2 separate regions of the Mus musculus genome follow, and region 1 is linked to region 2. Evidence: chromatin contacts called from public targeted proximity ligation data. All regions are on one chromosome and are shown on one strand. The core of a region is the stretch at or near the end of the contact, and the rest is flanking DNA. Distances in the headings are between cores, read along the strand shown. Region 1 holds the start of Ermp1 (endoplasmic reticulum metallopeptidase 1). Region 2 overlaps Ric1 (RAB6A GEF complex partner 1).

Region 1 (4,092 bases), core at 1,225-3,724, 44 kb before region 2:
TTAACTGAATAGTGCACGTTATGCCACATCTTAGGAGACCTCAGTCAAAGGCTGGGTAAAACTAGACAAGGCTCTTGCCCTCATGGAGCCTCCAGTCCAGCGAAGGAACCCTGAACTCACAGGCATTGATGGTGCTGTAGGAGCGGACACAAGCGGGTATGGGCTTAACTGGATTAAGATGAGTCTTGCTTAAGGAAGTATCAATTCCACTGAGATTTGAAGGGAACAAGCTTGGTAATGAAGGGAAGGAACAAGTGTTTTGGGTGATCCAAACAGTATATGAGAAGACACTGTGAAGGGAAGATGGTGGACCAGAAGTCTTTAAGAGAGGCCAGAGTGGCTGATGGAGCATCCTGCATCTGATGTGTCTGAGAAGTAGGCAGGGTGTCGTATGTCTGACACAGACACTCAGTCAAAACCCTGAAGTGTGTTTTCTCAGTGGGTCTCTAGGTTAATGCCTTCGAGCATTTCAGCCATTACATCCATAGGCCACAGAACCTTGAATCTAAGAGGCTCATGGAAGCAAGCAGAAACAAGACTGGTCAGTTGCTAGCATGGCTACTACAACCAATGACCAACTTCTTGCCACTCACTGTGATAGTGAAGGAAGACTAAGGGTTTTTATTATTTATTTTGAAGATATTTAAACATTTTTATTTGTATTATTGTGTGTTACTTATGGCTTACTTATTGCTGTGATGAAACACCATAGCCAAACTAACTCGGGGAGGAAAGGATTGATTCGGCTTCTGCTTCCACATCACAGTTCTTCATCAAAGGAAGTCAGGACCAGGACTCAAACAGGACAAGAACCTGGAAGCAGGAGCTGGTGCAGAGGTCATGGAAAGGGGTGTGGGGGGAAAGGGGTGTGTGTGGGGGGTGTTGCTTACTGGTTTGCTCTTCAGAACTTGCTCAACCTGCTATCTTATAGAACCCAGAACAACCTGCTCAGGGATGTCCCCACCCACAAAGGGCTGGGCCCTCCCCTATCAATCACTAACCAGGAAGGTGTCCTACAGCTAGATCTTATGTTATCACTTTCTCAATTGAGGTTCCTTCCTTTCAGATAACTCTAGCTTGTGTGTCAAGTTGATAGAAGACTAGCCAGCACAATTGTGTTTATATGATGTGTTTGCAAGTGTGTTTGTATGAATTGTGTGTTTGTATTTGAACACTCGTGTGTGCTTAGGTCAGTAGACACCTTGTGGGAGCTGGTGTTCTCCTTCCACCATGGGCCTAGTAGGGAAATGAAAGGTTGTCAGGCCTTGGGGGAAATCAGGGATGGACACATTTATCTTCTGATCCATCTTGTTAGTTCAAGAATATCTCTTCGGGAGCTAGAGAAAGTACCCAAGGAGCTGAAGGGGTCTGCAACCCTATAGAAGGATCAACAATATGAACTAACCAGTACACCCCAGAACTGTGTCTTTAGTTGCAGATGTAGCAGAGGATGGCCTAGTTGGCCATCATTGGGAGGAGAGGCCGTTGGTCTTGCAAAGATCATATGCCCCAGTACAGGGGAATGTCAGGGCCACGAAGCAGGAGTGAGTGGGTTGTGGAACAGGGCAGGAGGAGGGTATAGGGGACTTTCGGGATAGCATTTGAAATGTAAATGAGGAAAATATCTAATAAAAAATGAAATATCTAATAAAAAAGAATATTTCTTCGGAACCTTTGTTTTTAGAGTGCCCTGTGTGTCCGCGGAACAGAGCAGAAGGCTGTCTTGGGATCCCATTTGTCCTTCATTTGCTGTCTTTATGTTCTTCAATATTAAATAGGAATGAAAATATTTTCTTTTCAAAGTCTGTACTTAGCACACTGCTTGACTCAGCAGCTATTCATTAAATTATAGGTATTGTTATCTGTTAAATGAAAACAGCACTAGCCCTGGTAATTGGGGTTCTGTGTCTCCCTACTTCCTTCCCTGCCTCCTCTAGCTGCTCACCTTTGTAGCCCTGGTTGGCCTGGAACTCTCTACGTAGACCAGGCAGGCCTCTAATTTGTGTAAATCCTGAGTGCTGGGATTACAAATGCTTTTTTTTTTTTTTCCAAAAAAATTTTTTTTAAAAGACAGGATCTTTGTTATGTATTCCACTCTAGGCACAAAATAGGGATCCTCCTGTGGCCATCCTTCCTAGTGCCAGGATTACACCTTTGTCCAGTCCTGGTTGTGAAGTCTTACTTATTGATTTGGTAGGCAGAATCCTCCTTTTCCCAGTATTCATCAGCCCAGCGCAGGATAAATGCCTCGTGTATTCTGTTAAAGCGGCCTTGCACTTCTCTCTTGCTTAGGGCTGCTCATTTCTAGGTTTATGGGTGTTTTTCCCTTTGACAGTCTGCTGGCACCAGGCTGGGTGTCAGCCTGTGCCACCAAAGATCTCAGACTCAGGCACCAGGGAACAGCGAGGCGGACCAGCCAATCAGAAGAAATTTGGCCCTCTGCAGTTTCCGTCCGCTCACTAGGAGGCGCTGCGGAGGCCGCGGTGGCCCGGACTGTCGCAGGCTGGGGCGGTTGGTGGTGGCAGTTGCCGCCATGGAGTGGAGCTCGGAGTCAGCGGCTGTGCGGCGGCACCGCGGCACCGCGGAGCGTCGGGAGGGAGAGGCGGCCGCGTCGCACCGGCAGAGAGAGGCCTCAGCGCAGGAGGATGCGAAGGGCGTCGGGAGGATGTGGGGGAAGACGGAGAACGGCGGCGGGAGCCGGGTTGCGAAGACCGCGCTGTCCGAGGCGCGCACGGCGCTGGCGCTCGCACTCTACCTGCTCGCGCTGCGGGCGCTCGTGCAGCTCTCGCTGCAGCGGCTGGTGCTGAGCCGGACCTCGGGGCTCCAGGGCGAGTTCGACGCGCGCCAAGCCAGGTACGGCCGATCGGCCCGGCCGCGAGTCCTCTGCGGCCCCGGGGTGGGGGAGCGCCTGGTGGGTGAGTCCCGCGCGGGTGAGCCCGGCGCCACTGTGCCCCAGGCGGAGGAGGCCGGCGCTGCTGTATGCAGAGTCCCGGGGTCCTTGGGCGCACCTCGGTGGGAAGTGGGATGATCCTGCGCGTCCTCCGGGGGTCTGAATTGCGGGTACTCCGGGCTTCCTCGGCTCCCTCTTTCGCTTTCTTGGGGTGGCCAGATCGATTGAGTCTGCTTTCTCATCCACTCTCTTCCTCCTGCAGATGATTGGTTGTTCACACGCTTCATCATTCTCCTCTCTTTCTCGAGCAACTTCCACTTTTTACTTTGGTTAGTTCTCTGCATTTAAAATGAGATGGAGAGTGAGGTTTTTGTGCCAGGGCTGCATTACCAAGTCTTTCTGGGATGGTGTGGGAGAGGAGTAATGTAGTGCGTGCTAACCTTTCTAAGCACCACAGCCCTCATATCTGAAAGCTGTGGAAGGAGACTCAGAGTACATCCAGACAGAATTATGCCTGTAATTTCTGAAGGTCGCAGATGGTCTATGGCTCTTCTGTACTACGGATTGTATAGGGTTCAACATTTTTTATTTTATTTTATTTTTTATTTTTTTTAAATATTTATTTATTTATTATATGTAAGTACACTGCAGCTGTCTTCAGACACACCAGTCAGATCTCCTTAAGGATGGTTGTGAGCCACCATGTGGTTGCTGGGACTTGAACTCAGGACCTTCAGAAGAGCAGTCGGGTGCTCTTACCCACTGAGCCATCTCACCAGCCCCATTTTTTATTTTTTTTATTCTATTTATTTACTTGTTTATTTTTCGAGATAAGGTTTCTCTGTGTAGCCCTGGCTGGAACTCCCTCTGTAGACCAGGCTGGCCTCTAACTCACAGAAATCCTTCTGCCTTTATCTCCCAGGTGCTGGGATTAAAGACCTGCGCCTCCACTGCTGGCCAAGGGTTCAATTTTTTTTTAAATGACCTCAGGTGTATTTGAAAATATGAATTCTTTGATTCTGTAACTTGCATCTTAAATCAGATGAGTCCTTAAGCTAGTAGAAAGTTTTCAACTACTATTGTGTTTTAAAAGTTGCTTCTTTAGATGAGTTTTCTTAAGAGCTTTTTGGAAGGCACCCCCAGTCTCTCCTCCGGTCCCACCCATCCCTCATTGGAGTAGGGTTAATTTTGACCTGAACTGA
Region 2 (4,206 bases), core at 503-3,002:
AACCTTATTCTCTATTTTAAAATTCAGAACAAGGTGGTGGTTTGATACAACTTAAATAAAAATAGCACCAGAAGGACCAGGTACCAATAACATATTTCACCCATCCAGTAATTTTATTATGTAAAATTATTGCACTTCTAATGTAGAAAGTAAATAACAGTAATTACTAAATTCAATAATTTTAACTAGTTGGTGAAATTTGAAATAATTTCAAAATAATGCTGAGGTTTCCTCTAAAAGATACTGCCTAAGAGGACCTCGTCTATCTCTCTAGTTTAAAAGGCAGGGATAGAGGGCTGAACTCCACTTCTAAGCTATATCTGCATTAGAAGAGAGGCTGTTTTACATGGTGGTACGAATTTGGTCCACATCAAATACATTGTTGTTATAAAAATAAACAAGATTTTATAAAAAATAACATTGCATTCCTTGTTCAAATTGCACAGTACAAATAAGCTATCTAAAGTAATACTGTTATTAATAATTAGAATTACATGTGATAGGTATGTGTTTAGTCTGAAGCAACTGAATATGTAGTTCTGCTTTCATAATGTATGAAAAACTAAAATTTAAGTCACATCTAGAAATACATAAAATATTTTTAAACTTTATAATAAAGAATTTACAAACTAATTTTTAGTAGCTGATAATACAGGATCCCACAGTCTATTTACATAAAAGCCCGTTTTTATTCAATTTACAAAAGCAATAAATAAGAAACTACATTAATTTGCACAAAACCTGTTCCGCCTCATGATCAGTGGGATGACCACTACTTTACAGCTGGGCCAACAAACCTGTCTTCCTCTATGACAACTGCTCATTTTGGAAAGAAGAAAAAGTCTTGTCTTTATTCCAAGAGTGAGTATAGTCATGCAGAATCCAGCGTAAAACCTTACACATTATAATACACGCATTAAAAATATGGACAGTGCCTTTGAGTATATTTACATGAATATTCACAAAAAGATACAGTTCTTTGATACAAAATTTAGTGGTGTCAGCATAATTGATAAGAACCCCCTCACCCTCTGCCCACATTGATCTAGTAGGAAATTAAGCTTGCTAAAACAGGCACATTAACTCACAGGTAAATAGCTTCCGTCATTCAGGACTGCTAGTCAACAGAGTACCAAAGCCAAAGGGTCTCTGTCCACTGACCCACACTGTGCAAGAGTAGGATTCAAAGGACCAATCAGAGTCCCGCTGACTCTATACAAGGAAGCAAACAAGTAGCTCAGTTACCTGATGAGCTACAGCACCTTAACACATATTTAAAAGAAAGTTAAAAACAAACAACCCACCCCACAAAAACAAAACCAGTCTAGACACACACTAAACCAGAAAATATATAAGCTGTAAGTAGTGAAAAAGTAAGCTCGCTTGGGGCAAAATAATCCCTCCTGTTAAGAATAATCCCTACAACTACCAATCTGTTGTAAATAAAATCAAAATATTCCATGTGTGCATCTATATACTGTTCACTACTTTCTATTGCAGCTTAAATTTTTCTTATGAAAGATGCTTTGATACCACACTTTTTTTTAAGGAGTCAAAGAGATTTAGAGGAAGAGTTCATTAAATTATAATACTTTACGAAAGAGTTCTGACCCAAGTTCTTTTACCTGTTAAGTCATTCGGCAGGCCACAATGACTCAGTTGCAAGCTGCTGTGACTAATACTGCCCGCTGTGCCGTGCTCACTGCTGTCAGGACACAGAACAGTCATAAGCCCCATCCTGAAGTGGCTCCTCCTCATCCGCCTGTGTTGTGTCCTCTTCTTTCCGGCTGACCACGTTGTTACTCCCAGGCTCACTCTGAGAGATGCTCCCATGGCTGCAAGAGCCTCTGTTCTCCTCTGCCCGGGGACTGGTCTGTTCAGGAGTCTTACCCACTGTTACTGGCTGGAAGGTGTCAGGCTGGACCAGTTCTTCTGTTATCTCACTGAGCTTCTGCAGTTGTGGCTTAATGATGTTTAAAAATGGCTTATATCCAGGGCTGAGTAAAGGGGGAAAAATTAGCTGTCATCTGCTATAATTCAAAAGACTTGATAGAGGGGCTAGCTAAGGAGATGGCTGTTAGTTGATAAAGTGCCTGTTGTGCAGGCACGCGGTCTTGAGTTCGATCCCTAGGACCCACCGACAAAGCTGGTGTGCTGGTGCTGACAAGACACAGATAGGATTTCTGGAGGCATGCTGGACAGCCAGCCAGCCTAGCCCAATCAGTGAGCCCCAGGTCCCAGGGAGAGATCCGTCTTAAACAACAAAGTCAATAGCTCCTGGGAAATGACACCAGAAGCCGACCTTTATCTTTTGCACATGTGCACAAGTACCAATGCAAAGTACCCACAAGCACAACTTGGTTAAGTGCACAATAAGAAACAAGGAACGAAAGACTTTAGACTCTAAGGGATCATTGCAAAGTATCTAACTTAAACTCATTTTGCAATTACAGAAAACCAGATCTAAGGGAAGAAAAGAGCTTCAAATCTATACTTGACTGCTGACAAGGACAGGACCTCACTCCCACCTGCTGCTTCTAACTGGGAGATGCTAGTAGCTGTCATGGAGCCTTGACATTTACATAGACTACATAACCTGTCTTTCTGAATACTTAGCCACAGAACTACCAATCTAAGTTCTAGCCTCATGACCACTTGTATGGCATAAATTTTAAGCCAGCATTATATGTTCACGTTATAAACTAACCAACATTATAAGCTATTCAATGGACAGTACCCATTCAAGAGCCTGAGTACAAATTGGTTAAAGGAAAACTACTTTAAAACATAAGTATGAAAGTATTTTTTAAGTTCCATAAACTTAAAACTGTCCAAATGAGTGAACTTTAAGTTCTTGCTTTTTTGGGACAGGTATCATATGCAGTTCTGGATGACGGGAAGCCTGCTATTTAGATTAGGCTTACCGCAAACCCACAGAGGTCTGCCTGCTTCTGCCTTCCAAGTGCTGGGACTTAAGGGATGTGCTACCTACCTGGCAGTTATAATGGTCCTAATGTGACAAAGCCATCATTCGCCAAAGGATACCATGCTTATTATGGAAAGCAGCATTCACTCACCAGTCTGTAGAGGCCCAGCGGTCCACTGCTTGCAGCCCTGATTTTATGTTCTGTAACATCTCTCCATCCATCTCGGAAGACTGAGCAATCCCAAGAAGCTGACTGACCACTGAGGATTCTCTGAGAATCAGGCCGATGACAACACACCAGTCCAGACATCCCGCCTCCATGAAAATGTGCAGCAAATAGCTAGACATAAAGCAGCAACACAAGGATCTGTATGAATGACAATAGCTGACACACACAAAGGGAGGGCAGCAAGTACGCAGAGGGATCCATCTGCACAGAGACCTCCGGGCTCTCTGTGTTCTCAAACTCGGAGACACTCACCGAAGCTGGACCTGAGATTTATGGGGTCCTTTACTCGCCAACTCCATGGAGATGTGCTCTAGCTCAGACTGGGTCAAGCTGAGGGTGGAGAAGTTTTCATCCACCATTGTCCAGTCTCCATCCACCACGGAGCTGCTTTCAGTCAGGTCTGTAGCTGAGCCAATGCTGCACTCATCCCCTGACAAAGAAATCGCACAAGTTATTAAGTGAGCTTTTCATTTCACAAATGAGTGTTTTCCCTTTCATTATAAATGTTGCTTTTAAAATGCTAGCTTCTCTTCAAGATTTCAAAGTAAAAACATTCAATCTACTGCTAAAATAGCCATTATATGAACAACAAAAAATTATATGCCTTAGGATGGGAAAATATTCTAATTTTACAATTAAAATTAATAGCAGTTGGGAGCCTTCACACATGACAAAAGCTTCACCCAGCAGTGATGATAAAATGATAGCCCAATACTAGGTAAATGCCTGGCCATTAAGAAAGCTGTTAGAAAAAAAAAATAATCTGGGCTTGTAATGCAGATCTGTAGTCTCAATTACTTGTGGCTGAGACAGGAGGACCTCATGTTCAAGGACAGCCTGTGAAAATGGAGGGGAGTGCTTGCTTAGCATTCAGGGGGTCCTAGGTTCAATCCCCAGGATTGGCTCTCCCATCCTCCACCAAAACAATGACAACAATCCCCCCAAACCAAAATCTGCCCAGTTACTATGGAAGATTTAGTATTTTATAACCCTATAGCAACAGAAATTGTTTCAAAACCTCTTTCATTTGTAATTTAATCATAACTACATA

Evidence for each region.
Region 1: a contact with region 2 is called in a targeted proximity ligation map of pancreatic cancer cells. A contact is called at or near these places in 3 of 39 promoter capture datasets (the HPC-7 cell line and embryonic stem cells), 3 of 484 Hi-C or Micro-C datasets (cortical neurons, embryonic stem cells and nephron progenitors), 8 of 130 datasets of targeted methods (CD8 T cells, the NIH/3T3 cell line, the SCID.adh cell line and 2 more) and 3 of 9 other capture datasets (adipose tissue, liver and pancreatic islet).

The regions. Positions count from the first base shown.
Region 1 is chr19:29,646,797-29,650,888 of GRCm38.p6, reverse strand. It overlaps Ermp1 (endoplasmic reticulum metallopeptidase 1), which reads left to right and starts at 2,474. Exons shown (of 15, transcript NM_001081213.2): 1 at 2,474-2,853. The coding sequence starts at 2,534.
Region 2 is chr19:29,601,652-29,605,857 of GRCm38.p6, reverse strand. Ric1 (RAB6A GEF complex partner 1) reads right to left here. Exons shown (of 26, transcript NM_001081319.1): 24 at 3,408-3,585; 25 at 3,078-3,266; 26 at 1-1,997. The coding sequence ends at 1,709. Among named protein-coding and RNA genes, the nearest start is that of Ermp1, 45 kb to the left of the region's middle.